Regions from separate parts of the Sus scrofa genome. Here region 2 is linked to region 1. Evidence: chromatin contacts called from public Hi-C data. All regions are on one chromosome and are shown on one strand. The core of a region is the stretch at or near the end of the contact, and the rest is flanking DNA. Distances in the headings are between cores, read along the strand shown.

Region 1 (3,358 bases), core at 734-3,233:
CCGTGGCCGGCCAGCCTGCCCCTCCCCCATGCTTCCCCTTCAGCCTGCGTTCACAGACCACCACCTCCTCCCCCGCCCCAGGCTCTGAGCTAAGATGGCCCTGGACTGTGGCCAGTCAGCAGGCACCTTTGATGTCAATGAGCTGCTCCTCGGACAGAGGCTGGTTGTTGATGGGATCTGTGCCATTCTCTGCAATATACTTCTCAATGAGCCGGCGCTCGTAGACATGATTAGAGACAGGGGACACGCATGGGTGCTCTGGCACTTCATTGGAGACTGTGGAGAAAAGGCAGGCAGTGAGCCTGGGCTGTGGGAAGGGACCTTGGGCCAAAGGGATGCTTCACCTACTACCAGCCTCCAGAGGCCTACACTCAACCGATGAGAATCAACCAGAACACCAAGAGCCAGTTCTGGTCTGTACCCAGAACGCTTTCCAGCCTTCTAACTAGCTGCTCCATCAGCCTCCTGACAGTCAAATAATCAACAAATAGTTACTACACAACGACTAAATGCTAGGTACCTAGAGAGCAGTCAATAATCTCTGCCCGTCTCATTTCTGAACAAAGATGCTTAGGTACCCATTACACTGCAGAACAGGGAGACACACACAAACCTCACTTAAACCTCAGGCTAAAGCCTAGATGGATTCTCAAAGAGATGTGACAAGTGCTATAATAAGAGAAAGCATTTACGTGGTGTTTACTAGGTGCCAAGCACAGCCTGTAAACACTTCCCATTGCTTAAATCATCCCCACAACAACCCCCAACTGAGGTATCATTTACACCCTTGAGGATAGAGATTATAGCTGGCTTCCGACTTCCAGGACAAGGCAGATGCCCAGCAGGCGCTCAGTAAACATCTAAGAGATGAGCCAAAGAGAGGAAGGATGGAGCTTCCTTAAGGGCTTCCTTAAGATTGAAACAATGAATGTGAAAATACTTGGCACACTATAATTTCTTTAAGGTGTACCTTTCCTTTATCTAGTCACATTTCCCTTCCCCCTTTCTTTCCTTTTTTTTTCTTTTGGATTTATGGAAAGGTTCTGAGAGGAGTAAAGGGCCTGAGAGTTAGGAAGCAAAGAAAGAAAAGGATGAGAGACTAATAACCCAATAACAATGAGTACAAAATATCACAATAAAATACCGAAAGGAAAGACAGGTCAAGGCATTTGAAAAAAGCACAGATTCATGGTCAGGGAGAACCTGACTCCATCACCCAGCTCTACCACTTACTAGCTGTACTGTTTTACAAAAGCCACATTCTGCTTCAGCCTTACATCCTTATCTGTAAAACAGGATCTTTATTTCTGCTCTGGAGAAATGAGAACATAACAAGATCACAGTCTTGCAAACGAGCTGTAAATCAACAGAGGCTTTATAAAAGTGCGCTGTTTTCAGCAGTCCGTAAAGGGTGAGGCTGGAAGCCAGGTCCCTGGCTCCCAGCCCTGTCACAGCCTGTAACTCACTGTCCGACCTTTGCAAATTGCAGAAGCTCTGCCTACCCGAGCAGGGCCTCAGACAACATCCAGTGCCAAGGCCCTCATTTTGCAGATGGGGAAACTGAGGCCCGCATCCTTGCGCCACATCACAAAGCCAATCTGAGGCGGATCCTGCACGAGCCCTCGCATTTCCTAATTTCTACAGCAGAGCTGTTTCCCCTGCACCAGCTCCCTCTATCCAGGCCTCTGTTCAACTGCGCAAACAAGGTGGGTGGCCTCGGCGCTGCCTGCGACAATACACTTGAGGCGTTATGTAAACTGTGAAGCGTTGCGCAAATGCACCCCACGCTTGAGGAGGAGGACCCCCGGGGCTGACAGGCCGCCGCCCTGCCCCCCCGGGAGCCGCGTTTTCACCTCCACCCCCGCCCCGGCGCCGCAGAGGCCCGCAGATCCTCCCACTCGGCTCTGTGGCCTCCTGCGCCCAGCGATCGGCCACAGGCGATACTCACTAGAGCAGATCAGGGACATGTTGCCGTAGCTGCGCTCCGAGGCTCCTCACACCTGGCTTCGGATCAGCTTCTGAGCCCGCGGGGCCCACTTCCGGTTCCCCGCTGCTTCCGGGACGCTCCGCGCAAGCGGGGAGCGACCCCGCTGGACGATGCTCCCGCAACGTTTCACGTGGGACAGCGGCTGGTCGCGCGCCTCAGCCTCCAGCTTTTAACGGAAACTGTCCTTTCCCAGAATGCAACCGGGCAGGAAAGGGCGCGCCAGGAAGTACTCGGCTATTTCCGGGCCCGCTCGGCTCCTTTCGTAAAGCTCTCTTGGGGTTGGGGGAAAGGAGAGCCGAAACTACATTTCCCGTGATGCAGTGGGAGTTTTAATCCAATCAACTCAGTAATTTTTTAAACCAATCAACTCAGAAACTTTAAACCAATCGACTCTTTTGAGACCGGAGCGGGAAGGGGGGGCCTTGGGATCGTAGTCTTGCAAACGCTGTTGCGAGCGAGAATTACCCCGCTTCTCAAAACGCATCTTCCTGGGGTCCGCTGAAGAGAGCGTTTTCCATGGCTGCTCCCACGTGATTCTTGACAAGTGTTTCTCGGAGTACCCTTTGAAAGGTCCAAGGAAGAAGGCGCGGATGCTGATAGGTGAAAAAACTTTTCTGATGGCTGGGTTCTCCGCTAGACTGTAAATTCCATGATGGCAGGAACCACAGTTGTTCTGGTTATTGTTGTTTCTAAGAGGCTGACACAGTACCTGAAATATAGCAGGACTGTCACAACTATTGTTGGTTGAATGCCAGGCATTTTAAGTACTCAGATGTGGTAGGAAATAAAATGGATCCATTTATACATGCACCCCAATGTTCACTGCAGCACTATTCACAATAGCCAAGACTTGGAAACAACCTAAGTGTCTATCAACAGATAAGTGGATTAAGAAGATGTGGTACATATATACAGTGGAATACTACTCAGCCATAATGAAGAACAAAATAATGCCACTTGCTGCAACAGAGATGTAACTAGAGATGATCATACTAAGAAAGAGAAAGACAAATACCACGTAATAACACATGTGGAACCTAAAATATGGCACAAGTGAACCTATATACAAAACAGACCCACGGACAAGAACAGACTGGTAGTTGCCGAGGGAGAAGGATGGACTGGGAGCTTGGATGTAGTAGATGCAAACTACTATATTTAGAATAGTTGGACTGGAGTTCCTGTTGTGGCTCAATGGGTTAAGAACCCAACATGGTGTCCATGAGGATATGGGTCCATGGCCTCCCTCGGTGGGTTAAGGATCCAGTGCAAGCTTCAGTGTAGGTCAAAGGTGTGGCTCAGATCCTGTGTTGCTGTGGTGCAGGCTGGCAGCTGCAGCTCCAATTCAACTCCTAGCCCAGGAACTTCCAT
Region 2 (3,653 bases), core at 988-3,487, 54 kb before region 1:
GGTTTTTTTTTTTTTTTTTTTTCCTTCATGGCTGCACCTTGGCACATGGAAGTTCCTGGGCCAAGGTTCAAAACCGAGCGATGGCTGCATCCTGCCCCACAGCCACGGCAACACCAGATCTGAGCTACATCTGTAAGCTGTGCCACAGCTTGCTGGATCCTTAACGCACTGAGTGAGGCCAGGGATGGAACCCACGTCCTCACAAAGACAATGTTAGGTCCTTAACCCACTGAGCCACAACAGGAACTCCACCCTCTGAAGTATTTTATTTTTATTTCATTTTATTTTTTGCTTTTTCAGGGCCATACCTGAGGCATATGGAAGTTCCCAGGCTAGGGGTCCAATTGGAGCTACAGCTGCCAAGCCTATACGACAGCCACAGCAATGCCAGATCCAAGCCTCATCTGCATCCTACACCACAGCTCACAGCACTGGCAGATCCTTAACCCACTGAGCTGAGGCCAGGGGTCAAACCCGCATCCTCATGGATACTAGTCAGATTCATTTCTGCTACACCACAATGGGAACTCCCTTTGAAGTATTTTAAGCAGAACCAAGATACAATCCAATTGGCATCTGAGAGTGGTCCCTCCAGCTGAGGCTGGGAGCTCAGGAAGTGAGGACAGCTGAGGGGACCTGGGGCAGGGTGGGGCAGTGCAGTGGCATGTAATCTCCTCCACAGCCCTGGTAACGCCTGCCCGGTGTGGTTTGGCATAGCCTCCAGGCTGGGGCAGGGAATTAGGGAACTGAGAATTGAGGGTTGGAAGACATGGGTGAGGAAGCGTTTGAGCTGCTTCTGCAGTGGGGACCTGCACCGCTGTGCTGGGGCACCGAGACATAGCCTCCTTGCAGAGGCTTCTTTGGTCCAGGAGCAAGGGGCATGAGGGCACTGAGCCTGTGGGTGGAGCCCCTGAAAGTGGCCCGGAAGGGAGGGACTGACACGGGATTACAGCACAGGGATGCAACTTTCTGACAACAGGGAAGGGTAGTGGAGTAGCAGAGCCAGCGCCTAACCCTTAAGTACCCTTGGGATTTCAAAACGCTAGATTCATCAAGATATGTTGTGGATGCCGTGTGGCACCAGCCAAGGGGTGAGAGGTCTTAAAGGATCCTCAATCCACTTTTCCATCCTCCAGGAACCTTGCCTATGTTTTCCTCCTCCTCATCTCCTCTTGATCAGCAGTCAAGTCACCTTGCACCCCATCTGACAGTTGGAAGAGTGACTCGGCAGGTGGGAGCTGAGCTCAGTGCTGAGGGCCCTGGCTGTCTGCCTGGCCTTCCTCCTCTGCCCCCTGAGCACCTCTGGACAACTTCCCAGGCCCACGCATAACCCCTCAGCTGAAGAAACAATAGTGTCTAAAAGAAGCTGCTGGGACAGCGGAACCAGGACCCTGGGATGCCTAAGCGCCATCCCCAGGAAGTTCCAAAAATACACTAGGGAAGAGCTGGGGTACATTTGGGCAACTGCCAAGATGTTCTTCCTAAGAAAGGCGTCTGCTCTGAGTGACTCAAAGCCCCCAACTGGGTGTCACGCAAAGGAGGGAGGAGACAAGTTCACATACTAGGGCAAGGACCGCTGTCTTGGCTGAAATAAAACCCAGAGACAATCCGACCTCTGTTTCTAGAACTAGGGCAGAAGGGGTACCAGAAAAGGTGTGCAGAGGGGCTGAGGGCCTGGGCATGCCGCAGATGGTGCATTTTACCCATACTCCAACTTCATGCAGAAAGCTGAAAATGTTGCAAAGGAGAGCCATCGATTTTACATTTAGGCATAGGATGGGAGAAGAGAAAGCAAGGATTACTTTTAACACTGGGCTTAAGAAATTTCCCACCTTCAGGATCTGCCAAGTAGCATTCACCCTGGCAGTCAGGATGCTTTGGCAGGATCATTTTATATACACTAAACTAGTGTAAAAGCACCCGTGTTACAAATGAGAGAACTGAGGCACAAACTGGGTAGGACCCCTAACTGCAGAGGAGTTACTGGCAGTTTTCACCCAGCCTTGCCTACGAGCTCCCTGGATCTTTTCCCAATCCTCTTCTCTCCCGAAAACAGGACCCCTTTTCCTTCCTCCACCGGCACACTCTTTTTCCCCGGAGACTGGGTTCGCAGGAATGACAAACCCCGATCTGAAGCTGACATTCCTTCATCAATCGCGTGTAAACGTGCCAAAACGCTTTGCGCATGCGCCTAGTAAACCCAGGCCCCGCCCGCCCCGGACTCCTCTGTACCCGCCTATCTGCCCATCACCAACATGGCCTCCGCAGCAACAGCCCCTCCTGCCCTACACAGACGTGGCGTCTCCTGACGTCATAGGACGGCGCCGGGAGTCCCAGAAGCTGCACGTGGGCTTGGATTTAGAAACTCTGGCGGTGCCATGGATACACCTCTCAGGCGCAGTCGGCGGCTGGAAGGACTAAAGCCTGAATCCCCCGAGAACCCCACCCCAGTTTTGCAGGCGAGACGGGCCCTTGTGGAGCTCGAGTCGCACCCAGAAGAAGCGAGGGAGCCCGGGTCTCCTCGGAATGTGCAGCCACCAGGTTTGGGGTCCCCCAGACGTCAGTCAGAGACAGCTCCAGTTTCACCCAGTCTACAGGAAGGGGCAGGCTTGGGGTCCTCCCAGAGACAGCCAGAGCCGGGCCCAGGGTCCCCCCAGCGTCAGCGAGATCCGGGTCTGGAGTCTTCCCAAAGGCAGCCGGAATCGAGTCCTGAAACCCCAGGACTTCAGTCAAAGCCAAATGGGGAGTCACCAAAGTTCTCCCAGGACCAAGAAGCGGATTCGGAGTTGGCCGGGAGTAAGGCGGAGCAGACCCCGGAGTCTCCCCAACATCAGCTGCAGTTGGGCCCAGGGTCACTAGAGCCTTACCCCGGTCAGCAAGCGCCGGATCTGGAGCCCTCGCAGCCACTACAGGAGCTGCCACTGCAGGAGCTGCCACTCCAGTCACCCGGTTCCCCACAGGATCAGAACGAGCCAAGCAAGCCAGCTCCATCCAGGGAAAGGGGGAGAGACGTCCTCGGGCCAAAGAAGCGAGAAAGTTCTTCAGTCCAGGCCCCAGCGTCCAAAAAGCAGAAGAAAGAGGAGGTTCCTGTTATCCCGAAGGGGAAGCCCAAGTCTGGGCGAGTGTGGAAGGACCGCTCAAAGAAGAGGTGAAGTAGGCGACACCTGGGCGGGCATGGGGTTCTGTGTGGTGCTTGGGCCTGGGCACAACCTGGGGATAGCCCCCTGGGTTGGAGAGCGCTCACAAAAGTGGGGGTGTCACACAAACAGGTAATTATAATCAGAATGTGGTAAGATGCACCGGGATGTTGGGGAGGAATGCCCTCAGTGGACCTCTTCTCATCTGTGTGTTCATTCAACACACATTTACCCTCGACTCTGCCCTCTCTAATAAGGAGGCAGAAGCAAGTAAAACAGTATTTACCATTATGTTACATTTTTTTGCCTTTTTAATAAAAGGCATTACCAAGTACTGACAATATAGAAAGCTGCTAAGCCCTCTAGTAAGGATTGGTTAGGGGAAGGGCCTTTCAAATGGTAGAAGCATGCATCTTGGCTTTTTTTTCTTTTTTCTTTTTTTTTGGCTTCACTTGCCTGCAGCTTTCGGCAGCTCCCAGGCCAGGGATCAAACCCGGGCCACAGCAGCAACTTAAG

Evidence for each region. A called contact is a pair of places that touch in the nucleus more often than the background predicts.
Region 2: a Hi-C map of liver shows a contact between it and region 1, with 6 times the contacts expected there. The contact joins the promoter of CCDC86 here to the promoter of PRPF19 in region 1. A contact is called at or near these places in 2 of 5 promoter capture datasets (fetal liver and liver), 16 of 47 Hi-C or Micro-C datasets (adipose tissue, alveolar macrophages, embryonic fibroblasts and 9 more) and 1 of 2 datasets of contacts at active chromatin or transcription factors (alveolar macrophages).

The regions. Positions count from the first base shown.
Region 1 is chr2:10,850,404-10,853,761 of Sscrofa11.1, reverse strand. It overlaps PRPF19 (pre-mRNA processing factor 19), which reads right to left and starts at 1,983. Exons shown (of 16, transcript NM_001128457.1): 1 at 1,949-1,983; 2 at 127-276. The coding sequence starts at 1,967.
Region 2 is chr2:10,904,780-10,908,432 of Sscrofa11.1, reverse strand. CCDC86 (coiled-coil domain-containing protein 86) reads left to right here and starts at 2,237. Exons shown (of 4, transcript XM_003122668.4): 1 at 2,237-3,148. The coding sequence starts at 2,379.